2 separate regions of the Danio rerio genome follow, and region 1 is linked to region 2. The links are chromatin contacts, called in public Micro-C maps. All regions are on one chromosome and are shown on one strand. The core of a region is the stretch at or near the end of the contact, and the rest is flanking DNA. Distances in the headings are between cores, read along the strand shown.

Evidence for each region. Hi-C and Micro-C count contacts between places; a contact is called where the count stands out from the background.
Region 1: a contact with region 2 is called in a Micro-C map of caudal fin, with 12 times the contacts expected there. The contact joins two enhancer-like sites. A contact is called at or near these places in 3 of 18 Hi-C or Micro-C datasets (caudal fin, hematopoietic stem cells and an unstated tissue) and 1 of 4 datasets of contacts at active chromatin or transcription factors (caudal fin).

What each region holds. Positions count from the first base shown.
Region 1 is chr18:51,499,383-51,503,118 of GRCz12tu, forward strand. No RefSeq gene overlaps it. Among named protein-coding and RNA genes, the nearest start is that of fli1, 28 kb to the right of the region's middle. Within about 2 kb of position 1,524, at least 14 of the 62 cell types and tissues checked have an H3K27ac peak or open chromatin away from gene starts, as enhancers often do.
Region 2 is chr18:51,249,388-51,253,106 of GRCz12tu, forward strand. No RefSeq gene overlaps it. Among named protein-coding and RNA genes, the nearest start is that of smtla, 36 kb to the left of the region's middle. Within about 2 kb of position 1,889, at least 3 of the 62 cell types and tissues checked have an H3K27ac peak or open chromatin away from gene starts, as enhancers often do.

The sequences.
Region 1 (3,736 bases), core at 274-2,773, 250 kb after region 2:
TTATTATTATAGTATTGTGTTATATTATTATTATTATTAGTAGTAGTAGTAGTAGTAGTAGTAGTTATATTATTGTGTTACATTAATTATTATTATTAATTAATTTTTGTGTTATATTAATTATAATTATTATTTATGTTATTGTGTTATATTAATTATAATTATTATTTATGTTATTGTGTTATATTAATTATTATTATAATTTATAATATTGTGTTATAATAATTATTATAGTATTTTGTTATATTATTTAGTATATTAATTATATGTCTGTGTTATAATAATTATTATTATTTATATTATTGTATTTTATTAATTATTATTAATTATATTGTGTTATAATAATTATTATTATTTTAGTATTGTGTAATATTATTTAGTATTATTATTATTATTATTATTTATATTATTGTGTTATATTATTATTATTATTAATTATATTTTTGTGTTATAATAATTATTATTAGTTATATTATTGTATACAATTATTACTATTATTAATTATATTCTGTTATATTAATTATTATTAATTACATTATTGTGGTATATTGATTATTATTAACATTAAATATATTTTTGTGCTATATTAATTATTATTATTAATATAATATTTTTGTGCTACATTTTTATTATTAATTATATTGTTGTAATATATTAATTAGTATTATCAATTATATTGTTGACTTATATCAATTATTAATATTAATGAAATAATTGTCTTGTACTAAATTTAATTAATTATATTGTTGTCTTATGTTAATTAATACTTATTGTATTGTTGAAATATATTCATTATTAATAATTATATTGTTGTCTTTTGTTAATTATTATTTTAAATTATATTACTCTGCTATACTATTATTATTATTATTATTTTTAATTATTATTATTATTTATATTGTTGTGTTATACCTTCTCACCAAATTACTTTACATTTTAGAGGGTGTTTTTTGTAAACAATGATAAAAATATACACTAATGAGCTGAAACAACACAATTCTTGAGTTTTTCAGGGGGTAACTTACTTGTTTTATGTTCAATCCACTTAAATTTGTAAAAACTAAACTAATCTATTTGATTTGTGCTGGTGCAACATGAAGGAAATAAGTTAACTTGTTCGTTTTTACAAATTTGACCGGATTGAACATAAAACTATTAAGTTGTTAAGTGTTGTTTCAGCGCAGTTTAAATACATTGTTTGAACAGAGCAAATGGCATCAGTGTGTAATAGTCATTGTTTTTGGCTCAGAAAAAAAATGCATGTCTCAATTATGTCCCATCATTCTCAATTTCTTGTCTCAAAGAACCCCCTGGTGGTGAAGGAGCGCCAGTGCAGGTTTCACTCAGACAAGGGATCAATAGTGTCCTGCTTTATTGGATCCAGATTTGAGCGTTTCAGAGCCACAGATGAATGAGTTTTGTAGTCTGGTGAGCGGCTCACGTCGGGTTCACCCTGTCAGACACGTCTGCTGGGGCTTTGGGGGGGAGGCCCTCAAAGCAAATGCCTGAGAAAAAATAAAAGAGCATGGCACGGTAAACCTGAGAGTCCTGTCCTGCTTCCCCAGGAACAACACGCTCTCTCAGGGCCCGGCTGTGGACAGAAATGAGAGGTGACAGCGTATTCATTTCAGCTGCTGCTTTTCTTTAAGGGCCGCTAAAAGCCTGCTGAATGATGAGTGGTCGGAGGATTTATTGAGGAGAGATGATTTTAAATTCTCTTAGACGAGGTGTGCAGTCATGCCTCGACTCTGTGTTTTATTTTTTCACCCACATGGCTCTATTTCACCTGGCTGGAGTCTTATGTTAAGATTAATACCTTGGAGTTTCATTGAGGGTTGGTGAATGAAATGAGAACAGATATTATTAGTAATTGCAGCCTGGTGTTATGTCTGGGTATATATACACACACACACACACACACACACACATTTAAAGTCAGAATTATTAGCCCCCCTGTTTATTTTTTCCCAATTTCTGTTTAACAGAGAGCAGATTTTTTTTCAGCACATTTCTAATCATAATAGTTTTATTAACTCATCTCTAATAACTGACTTTATTTTATCTTTGCCATGATGACAGTAAATAATATTTGACTAGATATTCTTCAAGACACTTCTACACAGCTTAAAGTGACATTTAAAGGCTTAACTAGGTTAATTATATAGTTAGGGTAATTAGGCAAGTTATTGTAAAACGATAGTTAGTTCTGTAGACTATCGAGAAAATATAGCTTAAAGGTGCTAATAATATTGACACTAAAATGATGTTTAAAACATTAAAAACTGCTTTTATTCTAGCCGAAATAAAACAAATAAGACTTTTTCCAGAAGAAAAAATATTATCAGACTTACTGTGAAAATTTCCTTGCTCTGTTCAACATCATTTGGGAAATATTTAAAAAAGAAAACTAAATTCAAAGGGGGGCTAATAATTCTGACTTCAACTGTATATATATATATATAATAGTGGTGGGCCGTTATTGGTGTTAAGGTGCTGCGTTAACAGGAGACTTATCGCACGATTAAAAAAAATATCGACGTTAATCTATTCTCAAAGTTGGGTTGGGAGATGGGTCTATTCTACGCAAGCTATGATGACTTTCACCTTGATATTTCAGCACGGATGTATACCTGACCGGTGAGCCGTCTGACAAAAAAGTGCCCTTCTGAATCAAATCAGCAGGATGCCTGCCTTTAACTGCAGTTCAGCACTTTCACTTTCACTCATGAACATTTCATTCATGCCGCCGTGACAAACTGAGGTATTAGACGCAAATAAGGAGTAAGGACTGGTGAGAGTGTTATGGAATTTAATAACGCGCACCAAATGGAAAGATGTGTGTGTGTGTGTGTGTGTGTGTGTGTGTGTGTGTGTGTGTGTGTGTGTGTGTGTTTGTGTGTGCGCATTTGTGTGGTCCTTTACTGACAGCCGTGTGTGTGGATCTTGTCGGAAATATGGCCAAAAGTTCTACATGACGGTAATAGTTTGACTGCGTTGTGTGGTTCAGTTATGCCACTAATATCTGCATACTCCACATGTCTTATTTCCATTTCTGTTTAGTTCAGTTATGACTTTAGTCGGATTACGGTGATCAAAAATCGCTGTTTGGAGCTTATGTAGGCCTACCAGCCTGATCTCACGAGGAAACGTAAGTATTTTACGTTTTGCCAGTTTAGTGACGAATTCGTTCAGTCGTACGAAAATGTACGATTTTAAAAAGGAGGCATGGCACCTAACCCCAACCGACATTGGGTGATGAGCAAATCGTACTAAATCGTACGAATTAGATCATACAAAATCTACCCACTAAATCAAAACGTTACGAATTGCCGTGAGATTGCGCTGGGCCTACAGTTCAGCATTCATGTTTAACTGAATAAACAGTGAGTAAACACAAGTACATCCTTTTGAACATCATTTATTTTCATCACCAATTATCAGAGTAGAACAGTTTCTCCAGCAGTTTGTGATGCGTTTTGGAAACAGGGAGATGAGCCCCTGGTATAACGCGCCACCTGGCTAGAGAAACCCGCTCTTAAAGACTTATTATTTGGGTATTCACACATATTCACACATATTCTGAATACCTTCGGCAGAATTCAAATGAGCCGTTTTAATCTAGATTAATTCCAAGATTAATCTAGATTAAATATATATATATATAGTTTATAATTAATGCAATGTACTTTTAATTTTTATTTTATTTTATATTTTGTTGCTTGTTTAAACTACACTA
Region 2 (3,719 bases), core at 639-3,138:
GGCTCACAGCAAGAAGGTCACTGGTTCGAGCCCCGGCTGGGTCAGTTGGTGTTTCTGTGTGGAGTTTGCATGTTCTCCCAGTGTTTGCGTGGGTTTCCTCCGGTTTCCCCCACAGTCCAAACACATGCGCTATAGGTGAATTGATGACCTAAATTGGCCATAATGCATGTCTGTGAATGAGTGTGTATGGGTGTTTCCCAGTAATGGGTTGCAGCTGGAAGGGCATTCGCTGCGTGAAATATATGCTGTATAAGTTGGCGGTTCATTCCGCTGTGGCGACTCCTGATGAATAAAGGGACTAAGCCAAAGGAAAATGAATGAATGAATGAAAGAAACTGAACCCAAACAAACCACTAAATATAGTCCAGATACCTACTGAATTCTGGCTTATGTTTAAAAAACCAGTGAATCATTTGTCAGCGTCTCAGCAGATGAGTTAAAGTTTTAAAAAAGGCTGTTGAAATTAAAAAGAAATCCACTATTTCTCTAATTTTTATGCTACTGTATCTGGAAGCCATCTACTCACAGCTGTTCTCTCTCTCTCTCTCTCTTTCTCTCTCTAGTTGCTTTATTGGTATGACATTTAGTACAGTATTGCCAAAGCATTGTAGATAAAATATGTAATACATCAACATCATCAAATTAATAACAAATACAGCAAATGAGAACTAAATTACAGGATAAATGAATGAAAACAGACATTATCTCTAAAACGAATATTCATTATTAATTAGAATAAAACCTGCATATATTTTGCAGCCAGTTTAGATGTCATTTCGTCCTCTCCGACTATACAGTACTTTTTTTTTTAATCGTTTAGATTAAATAATCTGTTATTTACTTTTTCTTGTGGATGTTTGGTTATCTTGGGCAGATACAAAAAAAGTGCAAAAGATGATATTATTGGTAAAAAAAAAAAGAAAGAAATGCCATCAAATATACTTATGTGGCCGTTAATATACCTGGGCGTAGTAAAGTCTATGTGTGGGAAGAACTGCATACAATTGAAGTCAGTATTATTAGCCCCCCTTGTTTAACAGAGCAAGGATATTTTCACAGTATGATAATATTTACATAACAGGACACATTTCACTGAATTAACCTTTAAAATAAAAGCACTGTGATGGTGTCATAGTTTAATGGTAAAATAGATCATAATTTCGTAGTTACAGCAAGGTAACTAAAAATACATTTGACATAAAAGACCTGCCATTGAATAGTACAGACAAAATAAGTCTATTTTATTACCAAAGTTCAAGCATAAGTACAGTTGAAGTCAGAATTATTCGCCCCCTTTTGAATTGGTTTTTCTTTTTTAAATATTTCCTAAATGATGTTTAACAGAGCACGGAAATTTTCACAGTATGTCTGATTTATTTGTTTTATTTCGGCTAGAATAAAAGCAGTTATTAATTTTTTTAAACACCATTTTAAGGACAAAATTATTAGCACCTTTAAGATATTTTTTTTTTCGATAGTCTACAGAACAAACCATCATTATACAATATCTTGCCTAATTACCCTAACCTGCCTAGTTAACCTAATTAACCTAGTTCAGTCTTTAAATGTCACTTTAAGCTGTATAGAAGTGTCTTGAAAAATATCTAGAGAAATATTGTTTACTGTCATCATGGCAAAAATAAAATAAATCAGTTATTAGAGGTGAGTTATTAAAACTATTATGTTCAGAAATGTGTTGAAAAAAAAAATCTTCTCTGTTTAAAAGAAATTGAGAAAAAAAAGGAAAAAAAACGGGGGGTAATAATTCTGACCTCAACTCTTTGTGCCTATATATAGGCCTAAATATTGATGTTTTTTTGGTTAATGCTGCCATATTGTATTTTCAGATAATGTCCAGCAGATGGCAGTCAAAGCCCTTCTAATATTCCAGCCTCCTTCCCTCCAGACGCTGCGTGGCACATCATAAACACAAGGCCAAATAATCGTTATCAGGAATGAAGCTTCACTGCTCGCTCATTGTCGGCTCTTCAGAAGTTCACAAAGATCTAGATATGGCCTTGTTTGCGCAGTATAGATTTATGATAGAGAGACCTCCAACTGCAGGAGTCTTTACTGCTCGAGCCGCCGATGATTCTAGCAGATGTGTTTCTGTGTGAAGGACTCCGACCATCTCATGGAGAAATAACAACAATAAAAAACAATCACATTTCTTCCTGGCCACAAATTCCCATCTCATGTGATCCGATAAGGCCTGTTGGGTTGGCTTTTAATGGGATTAGCAGGTCAAAAGGCACCTGCTTTTCTTCCTTAGCGGAAAATAGGTTGAAATGAGTTTATTCGGAGAGAAATAACAACCTGAGTTCAGTTTACTCACCTGCATTCTGCTGAGATGCTGATTCACAGTTTTGTTTTTCTGACGAAAGCTAGAAGTCTGTAATTATCTAACCAACTTTACTGTATTTACTGATTTGTTTGGGTTCAGTTTCATTGATTTGCCTTAGTCCTTTTATTCATCGGGGCTCATCACAGCGGAATGAACCGGCAACTTATCCAGCATATGTTTTACGCAGCGAATGTCCTTCCATCTGCAACCCATTACTGGAAACACCCATACACTCCCATTCACACTCATACACTACGGCCAATTTAGTTTATTAGATTCCCCTATAAGCGCATGTGTTTGGACTGTGGGGGAAACCAGAGCACCCGGAGGAAACCCACACCAACATAGGGAGAACATGCAAACTCCACACAAAAATCACAACTGGCCCAGCCGGGACTCGAACCAGCAACCTTCTTACTGTGAGGCGACTGAACTATTTATTAAGTTAATATGACCTGCAATCGTGCATAGGATTTACAATTGATATAATTATGAATTTATTAATGAATATGAAATGTTTTCAAAACCATGGATTATTATTTTTTTTTTACATTTCAGGATACAAAAATGTCTTATATCAAGTTCTTCTAAAAATATTATCACATTTTATATATAATTTATATAATATTAAATCATAAAAAGCTAAATATGCTAAATATGTTGAGTCAATTTTGATTACATGGAATACTTAAAAGTATGGCAGCTGATATCAAAAGAGTGATTACTATTATTAGTAATAGTATTATTAGTAGTAGTAATGTCATATTCACAAAGTATGTGAAAGACTAAAATAGCATTTTTCCATAAAGTATACTTAATAAAACTTCAACTGTAAAGCATTACACATATACTTTCATTTATTTTTACAATGTAGATCATTGTCTAATGTAATTGTTTATTATTTTTATATTAGGTTTCACTGTATATCATCTGATACTATACATTTATCAGGGATGAACAATTTATCATTTGAGCATCAATATCGCAATGTGTGTTTCCGCACAGGTCACATCGCAGGATTAGATAATTTATTAAAGATTAAAAGATTATTTATTAGATATTATTATGTATTAATTTACTTGTCAATTCAAGTACTTAAATACTGTTAGACTCTCCAGAAAACCATAAGCCCTGTTTACTTATTGATTTTTGCTTATAATTTATTATAATTTATGCAGATGCACTGCATAGAAAAAGACTTTAACGTCTCAGTTTATCTCAATTAATGAAATCGATCCAAACAGAGCTGTTTAAATCATCTGGTGAAATTATATCCATATCAAAACATATATCACAGCAAAACAAAATATTGCAATGTCACATTTTTTCAATATCATGCTTCCCTAAAATATATATATATATATATATATATATA